Linked DNA regions of Zea mays: all the other regions are linked to region 2. A link is a contact called in public Hi-C data. All regions are on one chromosome and are shown on one strand. The core of a region is the stretch at or near the end of the contact, and the rest is flanking DNA. Distances in the headings are between cores, read along the strand shown.

The links. A called contact is a pair of places that touch in the nucleus more often than the background predicts.
Region 1: a Hi-C map of endosperm shows a contact between it and region 2, with 2.0 times the contacts expected there. The contact joins the promoter of LOC100286365 here to the promoter of LOC100193409 in region 2. A contact is called at or near these places in 2 of 25 Hi-C or Micro-C datasets (ear and endosperm).
Region 3: a Hi-C map of ear shows a contact between it and region 2, with 2.6 times the contacts expected there. The contact joins the promoter of LOC103634599 here to the promoter of LOC100193409 in region 2. A contact is called at or near these places in 3 of 25 Hi-C or Micro-C datasets (ear, leaf mesophyll and tassel).

Annotation. Positions count from the first base shown.
Region 1 is chr2:192,539,546-192,543,601 of Zm-B73-REFERENCE-NAM-5.0, reverse strand. LOC100286365 (threonine endopeptidase) reads left to right here and starts at 1,776. Exons shown (of 5, transcript NM_001159252.2): 1 at 1,776-1,931; 2 at 2,024-2,235. The coding sequence starts at 1,847.
Region 2 is chr2:192,062,872-192,066,792 of Zm-B73-REFERENCE-NAM-5.0, reverse strand. LOC100193409 reads right to left here and starts at 1,938. Exons shown (of 6, transcript NM_001399092.1): 1 at 1,521-1,938; 2 at 205-658. The coding sequence starts at 1,871.
Region 3 is chr2:192,520,271-192,524,300 of Zm-B73-REFERENCE-NAM-5.0, reverse strand. LOC103634599 reads right to left here and starts at 2,004. Exons shown (of 6, transcript XM_020548511.3): 1 at 1,529-2,004; 2 at 519-609; 3 at 207-361; 4 at 64-91. The coding sequence starts at 1,807.

The sequences.
Region 1 (4,056 bases), core at 527-3,026, 480 kb before region 2:
CACATCCAGACATCCAACCGGCTGAATTCAGATGAATTTGGGTGAAGGAATAAAAGGGGGATTTAAAAAAAGAATGAGGGAGAAAAGACCACACCTGGGCGTGTGCGTCGTCCTATCGCCCCACCCATCGGCGGCCCCGAGCGGGTCCGACAGCCCCGAGCGGGTCCGACGGCCCCGAGCGGGTCCGACGGCCTGTGCGAGGGTAGCGGCAGCGGCGTGATCTGGGGGTGGAGATGGAAGCCGCGGCGTGGCAATCGAGGCACGAGGGAGGGGTGCGGGAGATGGGATCTGCGCGGGAGGGCGAGGGCCGCGGCGATTCCACCTCCACCGCGGCGAGATTAGGGGGAGGGCGAGGGCGGCATGGATGCCGCGGCGATTCCATCTTCACCACGGCGAGATGCGCGGGACGTAGACGGGGCCACGCACGGCATGCCATGGATGTCGCGATGAGGTGGAGATGGATGTCGCTGGGATGCAATCGAGGCGAGGGATCTGCGCGGGAGGGCGAGGGCCGCGGAGATTCCACCTTCACCACGGCGAGATTAGCGGGAGGGCGAGGGCGGCATGGATGTCGCAGGCGCGAGGGAGGGGGCGCGAGAAATGGGGATCTGTCGCGGTGAGGTGGAGATGGATGCCGCGGGATGCAATCGAGGCGAGGAATAATCGGCGGCGAGGGCGACGCGCGTGGGTGAGGAACGCGGGCGGGGGCACGGGCGTTGCGGGGGCAGGGCGCGCGTTGCAGGGTGAGGGCATCACGGAGCGCCGGGGGAGGGGGGGCGGGGGTGCCTGGCGCGGGCGTGATCCTCCGGCGGCGAGGGCGATGCGCGCGGTGCGTGATTCGCGGACGGGAGAAGACGCGCGCGGGGGCAAAAATCGCAGGCGGGGGCACGGTGCGGTGGTGGACGCCCTCCGTCCACCCTTAAGGATTAGTAGAGATTTGAAAGGGAGTGCAACCAATAAGTTGTTGCGTTTTCGGTCAGGGCACGAGCACGGTGTTCAACTCGGTCATCTGATTGAGTCGGATCAACCAACATTCTCCTTCTTGATTTAGAGTTAATTGCTTATATTTTGAACTTAACTTTGTAATTGTTTAGTTTCTTAAATTATTATTTTATTTTCAATTGATTAGCACATCAAGACTAAAGCATTACAACAACCAGTCATGTGCTAATGAATTCAATAACTATCGTACACCTTTTTTTTTGTTTCAAAGCAAAGAACTTATTCTTGACGGATATGGGTTTACTAAACCGTTTAACCCTAAAAATGTCTCTCATCGGTAACGGGCAAAAACCAGCTCAAAGGACCGTCTGCCTTCCCGGGGCCAAGGGCAGAATTTTTTCTCTATATCCCGGATGCAAACTCACTGCTTTACAACCTCTGACATCCACCATATGAAGTCCCATAAACAAAGATTAAAATTCGCAAATTAATTTCTTGGTAACTTTTTTCTTCTGTTTATGTGGGCCTGCAAGTGCATTCTCCACCAACATCTTTGGTGTCAGGTAGAGAGGGGCGCCTGTTGGAGGCCCAAACTCGTCGTTAGCAGACTGGAGACTCTTGAGTCTAGACTCGGACGGCCCAAGAGTAAAGCATACTGCATACCACACCGCACGCCACGCGGACGCACAGACAAAACAGTCGCCTCTCCACGGTCGATGGTCGAAACGTTCAGGCACACGCGGCGCTGCAGTATACAACGAAGCGAGTGTGGAAAAGCAAGGCAGCGCGACGAAGCGGCGCCGCCAGCTCCCCAAAACCTCCCCAGCTGCCACCTCCTCTGCCTCCCTGCGTCCCCCGAGCAAAGCAGAACAAGGGGGGAAAAAGTTGACATACGCTTGCAGCGATGGCCTTTGCCGCCCGCGCCGCGCTCGTGCGCGTCCTCCCTCCGCGACCATCGCCGACCTCCCAACCGAAGCAGCTCAAGCAAGGTACGTTTCGCCGCCCCGCTCCCACTGTTCGGGTCCCGCTCGAAATGCCGCGACACAGAGCTAAAACCCTAGTTTCGGTTTTGCACCCCAAGGTCTAGGCGGCCGCGGCGGGTCCTCGCTCGCCGTTCGGGCGAAGGACTCCGATGACTTCGGGGCCCTTCTGTCGGAGAAGCTCGATGCGCAGGCGCCTGAGAAGCGGGATGGGCGGGATGGTTTTGGGAGGGAGGCGAGTAGCGTGGAGGAGGAGAAGGAGGTGCAGGGCGAGCCGGCTTCGTGGGGTGTGCTCAACCAGATCGGCGTCGAGGTGAGCGCGCGCATCCGATTGCTTTTAAACTTGTCGTGTTGCCGTTTCAAAATGTGTGTGCTGGATTGAGGTGAAAATGTTTTGTACTTTTGTGTGCTCGACATTTTGTTACTGAAACAAGAGGAAACCTGCTCTCTTCATTCAGTACCTTGGTTCAGAGAACAAGGTTTGTAGATATCGCGTCAGTATTCAAATGATTGCAAACCTACAGCTGATTTGTTCTGCAAACAAGAGAGCACACAAGCCACCTATCACTTTGACCATTTATTACATCAGGCGGATAAATTTATTGGGTGTGTTTATTTTGGCAAAGACCAAAGAAGGTTGGCACTAAGATGTAGCCATATAGGAGTTTTTTTTTTATTAATGACGATGTTTTTATAGAATGGACGATGTTTTCTTGATAAAGCTATTTTTTGTTCTGTTTTGCTCTATAAATATTACTCCCATTGTCGAAAACATTAGAATTTATAGTGTTCAAATTTTGTCCCAAAATATAATGACTTTGGAAAATCCAACAAGCTCAACCCCACAAGACCAATCAGCAGCTGGCGCAGCCAAAAATTAAGCTAGTCAGGAGCTAGCCTGGATGTTTAATGAGTGGCATGGTGGACTGTTCCCTTACTGTTTAATGCTAGAGTACTGTTAGGGTTTCGTGGCTAGACTAGTCCCTGTGTAATTACTTGCATACCCTCAGTGTAATGGGCTTGGCCCACTTATCCAACTTATATATATGTGTGTGTGTGTGTGTGTGCGCACTCCCAACTCAGTAGGGTTAGAGTTTCCCACATGGTATAGAGCTAGGTTAATTCTTTTTCCCCCACTTCTCTCTCTCCCACCCAGCCGACAGCTGCCCCTATAGCCGCCACCCCCTCCCCAGCCGCCGCTGGCTCCCTCAGCTCTAGCGGCCGCCGGACCCCTCTGCCCTAGCTGCCTCCTCCCCATGGCGGCCCTCCCCGCATCTCCCACCGGTGCGGACAGCCCAGGCGCCGCTGCCGCGGCTCTAGCCGCCAACCTGGCCGCCGCACCACCCGGCCCTGGCGCGACCACCACCTCCGCGCCTCTGTGCGCGCTCGCCGCCGGCCTGGACACCTCCCAGGCCACGGACGCCGCTGCCCTGGTTGCCTCCCTCGTTGCGGCCCGCCTGACCGCTGGCCCTCCCCTTCCCCACGGCCCCCGCAACGAGCTCGTTGTTGGCGGCCCCCCCTACATCACCGGCCTCGGGCCCCTCCCTGACGCCCCTCCTCCGGTTGTCACGATGTAGCACCGGCGCCGAGGCTCCCCGCCGGGATTTCCCGCCCTCGCTGCACCCGCCGGGCTTGACACCGTCACGTTCTCCACGGCGCTTGCCGCTGACTCCTTGCTAGTCGCCGCCATCGCCACCATCCAGGCCGCCGTGGCTGCCTCACAGGAGCGTCAACGCGCCACGTCCCTCGCCCTAGAGCACGAGCGTGCCATGGGCGCTGCTCTGACCGCCCAGATGGCCACTGCGCAGCGACTCATCCTCGGCCATCCTGCGGTTAGAGTAGGACAAAATACTCGTGGCTTGTGAGCTCGCTCGACTCATGGTCAGTTCGGCTCGACTCGACTCGTTTCAATTTTGTCACGAGTTGAGCTAACATCTCAGCTTGGTTCGTTAACGAGCTAGCTCGACACGAGCTTGAGCCAGCTCGTTTGCTCGAATGAGCTAGCATTTATCAGCCAAACAAAGCCTATATTTGTATTGGATGAATTAATAAGTGATGAACTATGTTTAACGAGTCGAGCCGAGCCAACTCGTTATCTTAACGAGCCAGCTCGAGCTCGGTCGAGGCGAGCCGA
Region 2 (3,921 bases), core at 689-3,188:
AAAATGTGACAGAGGATCAGAATGCTCTCCAAATGACCACTGAAACAATCAATAAATAATTAAATCACTTATGCTCTGTTTAGTTTTAATTTTACAACGGATTATATAAAAATCAAAGAAACCTAGCAGCATAAAGTTGTATAGAACAAAGACAAGGATTTGTGAAAGCTAGTAGATATAATAAATGGATACTTTGAACTGAACCTGATGATTTTCTTGGAGTTGCCGGGCCAATCCTCATGGGCCTAGAGGAGCAATACACACCATTCATCTCAGTCATGGCATGCGTCTTCTCACTGTCATCTCCAAATCTCACGAAGCCATAACCCTTGGATCTACCAGTGTTAGCATCGATAACGACTTTGGCACCTTTGACAGAGGAGTACCTGCTGGAGAAAACCTCCAGCAGTGTGGCGTCATTGACATCGGAAGCAAGGTCGCCTACGAATATGGAATGATCCGAAGCAACATCCGAGCGCCTATCTCCCATGCTAAACGATGCCCAGTTTAACCTAAAGGGCTGGTCAGTGTTTGGCATAATATGACCAGAAAACCCTTCAAGAACCCTTTCAGCTGCAGCATGGCTGTAGAACTCAACAAATCCGTATCCTTCAGACTGTCCGGTCTGCTTATTCCGGATAACTTTAATTGCCACAACCTACAGCATATCACGGCGTATTTAGTGCAAGTTTGGACTCTAGGTATCTAAATAAAGAGAAGAATGCAGAACTGCATCACAAGATAGGTTTCAGTTAAACACATGAGGTATCTATCGAAATGACAGAGTAATCCAGGGCTTGCAAAAAAAAATTGTTTATTTTGAGCTTTATTACCATCGGCTTACACCCAAAGTTACCGTGCTTCACCAAATGTTTCTGCATGACTTTCAAGTGTCTATATTTTCTTCCAAAAGGTTGCCATTACTTTCCTTTTTATCCCTTCAGTCTACTAAATGCAAGAGAGTTCATGAAAGAAATAATTGATTCTGACATTCTGTAGCTGTTAGCCTGTTATTGTTTGGTATCCAAATAAATAAGGCATATCATTTAAGGATGTTTTCATCACGAAAAGAGCAAAGTACCCTAAGAAACATGGTGTTAAGAACCAAAACACATGATAAAAGAAAATCTGCCAATCAGGACTGCAACAGGTGCAGCAATGGCACGTCATGGGGTTGCCAGTACATGCATCAACTCAGGCAATCTGGGCAACTGCAGGCTTCCAGTTTCAGCTCGCAGGTCCATGCCTGCCGTTTAGCTAACGGTTGCCAAATCCGTTTCCCTTTTCAGCACAGTGACGGAATGACCCTGACTATCAGCAACTGCAGTCACTCCTGAAACCCTTTACTCTCTCTCTCTCTCCTGCGCGCAGCCCGAGAAACGGAGGCTGAACTCAGCGAGAAAACAACACGGATTTGTCACGTCGACATTTGTTTTGCTATAATATTTTTTTTTTCTGGGGCTGACTCGAGAATAGCACGGCCGTGGCCAAGATCTGGGCTGAGGCGCATCCGTGCTCACCTCGCCGGTGTAGCCGAAGCAGTTGTGCAGATAATTCTCGTCCATCCAGAAATGGAGATCACCAACCCAGATGGTCTTGTTCTCCTCCTGCCCGGCCTGATGCGGCGCCGGCGATCCCAGGACGACCGCTGGCACAGGTGCCGCCAGCTGCGGCGACTGCACGACGGCGTGGAACGGCACGAATTGAGCCGCCGCGAACTGGGGCGGCGCCATCGGGTGCGGCGGCATCGGTATGGCAACCCAATGGGGCGGCACCATGGCCGCCGGCGGCGGCGCCCCCACCACCATCGGCTGCTGCTGGGGCTTCTGCACGTCGCCCGCGCCATTCACCGTCACCGCCGCCGCCTGCATGGTCACTCTATCTAGCACTGCGATGCACCCGTGCGTCGGAGGGAGAGGTGGTGTGGTGAGGAGAGAATTTGGACGCGAGTGGAGGGAGGGAAGAAGAGGCTCGCGGGCAGAAGCTAGGCTAAATAAAGCAGGCGGCGGCGGAGGATATGGGTGAGCGGCGAGCCGTCCGATGGAGCGCGTGGACGGCCGGCAGGCAGGCCGTCGTTTGGAAATTTTAGACCGGATCCACGCCGATGTCGGCCTGCAGAAACCGGCCCCTGCGGGCTACGCTACACGTAGAGTCGTTTCTGACTATCGATTAGGGTGCTGCGGATGGGCATGGAGCGGCCGAGATGATAACCATAACAAAACAAATCTATTTCTATACATCAGAAAGGGTTTCAAAATAACTATGGTAAGTTATCGCTGTTTTTGTTGGGAGATGCATCATCATTGTAGGTCTGATATTCAGAGCCAAGAAGATAGAAAACACACCAAAGAAGCCCTGGGTCCTCCTCCTTAGACACCATCTTTTTTTAAAGAAAGCGACAAAAGACTTGCCTCTTCATTATATTAGATTAGAAAAAATAAGATAATCCACGAGACCGAAACACACACGGGAAGAGAAAAAAAACAAAATCAAAATAAAAAAGCTACCATCCACTGATCTATCTTAGATACACTAAAAACTCTCAATTTGATCTTTCACTAGTTGTGCAACTTGGACCGTAGATCTCGGATGTTCCTGAAAGATTCGGTTGTTTCTTTCCAACCATATATTTCACCAAAAACAGATGAGAAGCCCATCGTGTACTTAAGAGCGTCTAAGCTAAATTGGAGGTCCAATACATATTTCTCCTCGAGATTTGTAATGTGTTATTATGGAATTAAAAGAAATTTTGTAGGAATCAAAAGTACATAACCGGGACTAAAGATTAAGGTCTATAGTCTTGAATATATAGATGAACATGAACCTTTAATTTTTGAAAAGTGTTCTATGACCTGCTACGACCTATATGTACACCAAGCAAACAAAGGCTTCTCTTTGACGTGTAGTCAACGACGGTACTGCCGGAGATCTTAGCTTGTTGCCGTCTTGCCGATCTCTGCTGGACTCTGTAACGTAATACGAAGGAACTCGCGCAGAGGATGACCCACCCTGTTGCGATGTATATTATTAAACGGGAGTTGCCAGCGATCTTGTTGCCGATCCCTGGGCTGTGTCCGGGAGCCGTGGGCCGCCCGTCGGTGGTCGTCGCCGTGAGTCCTTGCACTGGGGGTGGGGGATGCCAACCACCGGCGCTTGCTCCCTTGATCGCGTGATTTTCCGCCATCGTCAGCAGCCTCCTCGCCTCGCCGGACGCCGGGCCGCTCGACGACGTGAGGATTAAGACGACGACCACCACAATGCACGCCCACGACGGCTTGACGAGATCGGCCATATTAGCACGCTGGTGAGTATGTGTCCTTGAGCTCTTTGGGTCTAATTCAAGTGACGGTCGTGTATCGGACAGTTTATTTATAGGGAGATAATGTGTTCCTGCTTGCGCCATTGTGTGGCGCCCAAAACAAAAGGGCTATAGGGGTAGAGCATGTAAAGAATAAAGAAAAATAAAATAAATGTAAATGGAAGTGCCTTCAACCCCTGTTTCCACCATCGTCGTCCCCCATGGCATGGCACCATTCTCCATTCATGGCTGTCACTTTCACGGTTTCACCGCAATCCGAGGTTATTTTCACATGGTAACTTACCATTGGTAAGGCAGCCTGCAGAAACTCTGTTCATGTGCACTTATTACTAAGGCCATGTTCCAAACCCCTAAAACTAATACTCCTATTTAGCGGCTAAAATTAGCTAAGAGGTTTAAAACAGTTCAACTAATAGATCAGTTAATTGTTAGTTATATCTTTCAAATAGCTATTAGTTGTTAGCTGTCCCAACCCAGCTAATAACTTATTAGCTGACTAACAATTAGCTCTAGAGGTTTGGAACATGATTTAAGAAAAAGAAACAAAAAAACTTCTATAGCCTAATAGGGACAATCATGTCTAAGGTGATGTTTAGTTACCT
Region 3 (4,030 bases), core at 755-3,254, 460 kb before region 2:
TCAGAATATCCAATAAAAAAATTCATTTCACCGTTCCTCTTAATTGAGGGAAGAAAAAGAAACCTTTTTGAAGTTGATCAGGGGGCAGGTCCTGCATAGACATGAAATTCACACATTAAATATGTAAAGCACCTCTCATACAAGATGCAGAGACATGAAACGCCTCGCTCAGCATGATGATCTCATCAAGTGAAGAAAACAGCTACCTTGGTCTTTTTAATTGACACCAAGCATGCAGCCATAAAGGAAGTCATCCCATCAACCACATCCTCCTGCTTAACCAGTACATATCCATCATCTGAGCCACCATCTTCCCATAAATCCACTGACGTTATTATATCCCATGATGTATCAGGTTCAACTGTGCCAAAGAACAGAGAAGTTTTCGAAGTACAGTGGTTAGTATTTTCAAGAAAAAATAGAGCGAAAGGAACATATCTGAGTTCATATCGGGTCATTTTTACCATCTGCTGTGTACTTTTTATAGTAGTAATGTATTCAATCCAGTGGCAGCTTACCTGCACCATTCTGACCTACTGACTTCTGAATACCATTGAGCTTTTGAAGGAACTCGAGCGATCCAACCTTAGATTTAAGAAGATCACACATCTGCTAGGTAAAAGCAGGTTGTTTTAGTTGTAGGGCAGCGAAAATTCGGTAATCTACTTCGCCACTCCAAAGAGATTTCCATAAGGACCATGGCAATGAGACTGCTCAGCCCACATTCCAGATAGGAAGCTGGAAATACATATTAGGGATACTGGCATACTGCAGACATGACTTGGCCTAAACTAACAACAAACTGTTCTCACAACATCTTGGAAAGATCTATTTACAACAATCAGGAGTCGTTCGAATATCTGATTTTATACCACTATTTTGGCACCCAGCACTGTCCGCTTGACTTTAATCCGTATCGGTTTCTACTACTTCTACAATGTTTTTGTCTCTATAGATTGCAGCTGCAGCAGTCCAAACAGTCGGCTTTAATCCGAAGCAAGACATCACTGGCATAGCAGATAACAAATGTAGTCACCAAAGTCAACTAAATGATAAATCAGCATCATACTGGCAGTAATGGAAGTATACACATAATACTTTCTACACAGAAAGCTACTAATGACAGATACCTTTTTAGTCTCACCACAGCACAGAAACAGTGATTACAGTACTGAAGTAATTTCAAACTACCAATCCAACTTAGGTGTTGTTTGTTTGAGATTATATAATCTAACTTATTTCATTTAGTTTAAAATAAGTTAGTCTGAACAAACAGGCTCTTAGGTCCTCACGTATTTATCAAGCACTTAGTTTCAATTTGTAGTGGCCAAAAATAAATTGTAGCTGATATCAATTCAATTACGCAATTTACTAATTCAGTTACGCCTATTGCAACGACTTATACGCAATTTACCGATTCAGTTACGCCTGTTGCAACGACTTATACTTCGGAAATCCAAATCCTAGTTCCCGGAACCCTCAACGTGCCCAGAAGAACTCGTGAGGGATCAGGACGCCTCCTGCTCACCTGGGCCGTCTCGTAATCGGAGTCACTCGCAACCGACGACGTCTCCGCCCCATATCCATTGGCACCGACATCGGCCTCGCGGTCCTCGCCCTCCGGCGGAGCTGCTGTGGTCTCCTCCGAGAGAGAGACGCCGAGATCGGCGTCGGCATCGCGCAGCATCTCAACCGCCCGCTGGACCTGCTCCAGTGCCTCCTTCAGCTCCCGCTTCCGCACCCTCCTTACCTCCGGCGACAACCGGCGCTCCACAGCCGGCGAGGAGGAGGTTGACGAGGGCTCCATCACGGGGACCGAACCCTGTAGCCGGCGACGGTGGCGACTATGGATTGGGATTCGGGATCCCGCGGCCTATACGAAGAAGTAGAAGATGATTGATCTGTTTGGCTAATCGTTGCGTAATAGCGTTGGATTGGCGTGTAGCTTGAAAAAGCAGCCAAGTGGGCCCGTGCCGTGGGTATCGCCTGTCGGTTAAGGCTTTCTTAGGCAACACAATATTTCTTTTTAATCCCAAGACAATACAATGATATCTTATCATATTATGATATTTTAGATTAAGAGCACGTTTGTTTCCCTTTATTTTGAGAAATTAGAATCTAACTAATATAGTAAGCTATTTTTTAGAATATAATATTCCAAAACTTTCCAAATTGTATATATAAGCCTCACAAATTTATGAGGTAAAAGATGAAAATCAATTCTATAGATTTACATGCTACTTTTCTAATTTATAATTTATAGCATACTCTTCTACTTGTTTCTCTATAGTATATAACTCTCTCATATGATTATAATATGCAAATATATTAAATAGACAAATATATTAACTTAATTAATTTTTTCTAAATTATAATGATTAGAATGGAATTCAATTCCAATAAAATAAACGGGGCTTAAAAGACGTTTGTGAGTATATCTAAAAACTTTGTATTTTAAACCATGATTTTATTAATACCATAATTTTTTGGGGTTTTTTTTGTTTCAGGCCAAGTTTTTAGCTTGCGCCTAGCTATAGTCTTCTATTCTCTTGCACTTAGGGCTGGACGAAAAACTCGTAGCTCGTTAACTCGCTCGACTCGACTCGATAGTGGCTCGACTCGACTCGTTTATTATTTGTAACGAGTTGAGCTTGTGTTTCAACTCGCTATGATAACGAGCCAACTCGAGCTGGCTTGCGAGCTGACTCACGAGCCAAATGAGTTGGAGTAATTAGTCAAATCACAACAATCTCCGATCAAAATAGTTAAATCTTCTACTCTACTATAGTTAATCTTGTTCTTTGTTGAGTGTGGAACCTTAAGTTGCAAACTCTATTCTTTTTTCTAAATAGACCTCCTTCTTTTCTTTTGCTACATGTTTTTATATCCGTTCGTAGACACCAGACATGGTATTATCGAGCTGGCTCGCGAGCTAAAAGAGCCAGCTCGAGTCGGCAAACGAGTCGAGCCGAGTTGGATCTTTAGCTCGTTAACATAACGAGTCGAGCCGAGCCAGCTCGATATCCACCCCTACTTACACTACTACTGAAATATTTGTCTCCAAATAGGTGTTGGATTGTACTAATATTAAAAATACTATAATTATATTATAATATACAATAAATTGTGGTTTTAAAAACAGAGTTCTCAAATAGTTCCTAGGGCCGTTTTTATAGAAACTGTTAAAACTCTGATATTTGGCTTGACACGGGCATACCACATATGGCTCAAGGGTCGATGTTGTGACGAAGTTTAGATGGGCCTAACTCAACAACCTAACTGAGGTGGCCATTCTGAGTTTATGACGCGGGCTACAGGTCGACGCACGTTGTGGGCCAACAACGGTATTCCTCTAAATGGCCCGGAATCCAAACCAAGGCCTTCATCACAACTTTCGGTTAGTGATAGATTGAAGGGATTAAATCCCTCTCTATTTAAGTTTATCCCATCCAATCTTCTTTAACCTCTACAACTAGAGATAGCAATGGGTACCCGAATAGCCGACGGGTTTTATCTGATATGTAGGCAGGTATGTGACGATTTCTATACACGGGTATATTAATAGGCAACAACCTCTACTCGTTGGGTAGACAGGTACGGAACTACAGGTACGGGTGGATACTATCCATACCCGTATACCCCGTGGGTAAAATATACCCGTATCATACATATATTATTATCTAATAAAGTTCATCGTAGTGAAAACAAAACCTTTCTTCGGCTTTAAGTATCAAGTTATGTAATTCTATGGTTTGTTATATTTCAAGTTGAACTCAATTTTGTGCAATTATTTGACATTTTGAGTGATCGGAATATTAGAATCTAAGACCTTCTTAGCAGGTACAGTTTATCGGGTAAAATTACCTGCACGGGTACGTGTATAAGCAAGATTTTATACCCGCGAGCCTCCATCCCAAACACAACCGAAACATAAGGGGAGATAAATCCACCACAACTTTGTGACACTTCAGTTCAATGTGCTACACATAGGCTGTAGCCTCCATCCCAGCGCACACATGATTAAACGAGA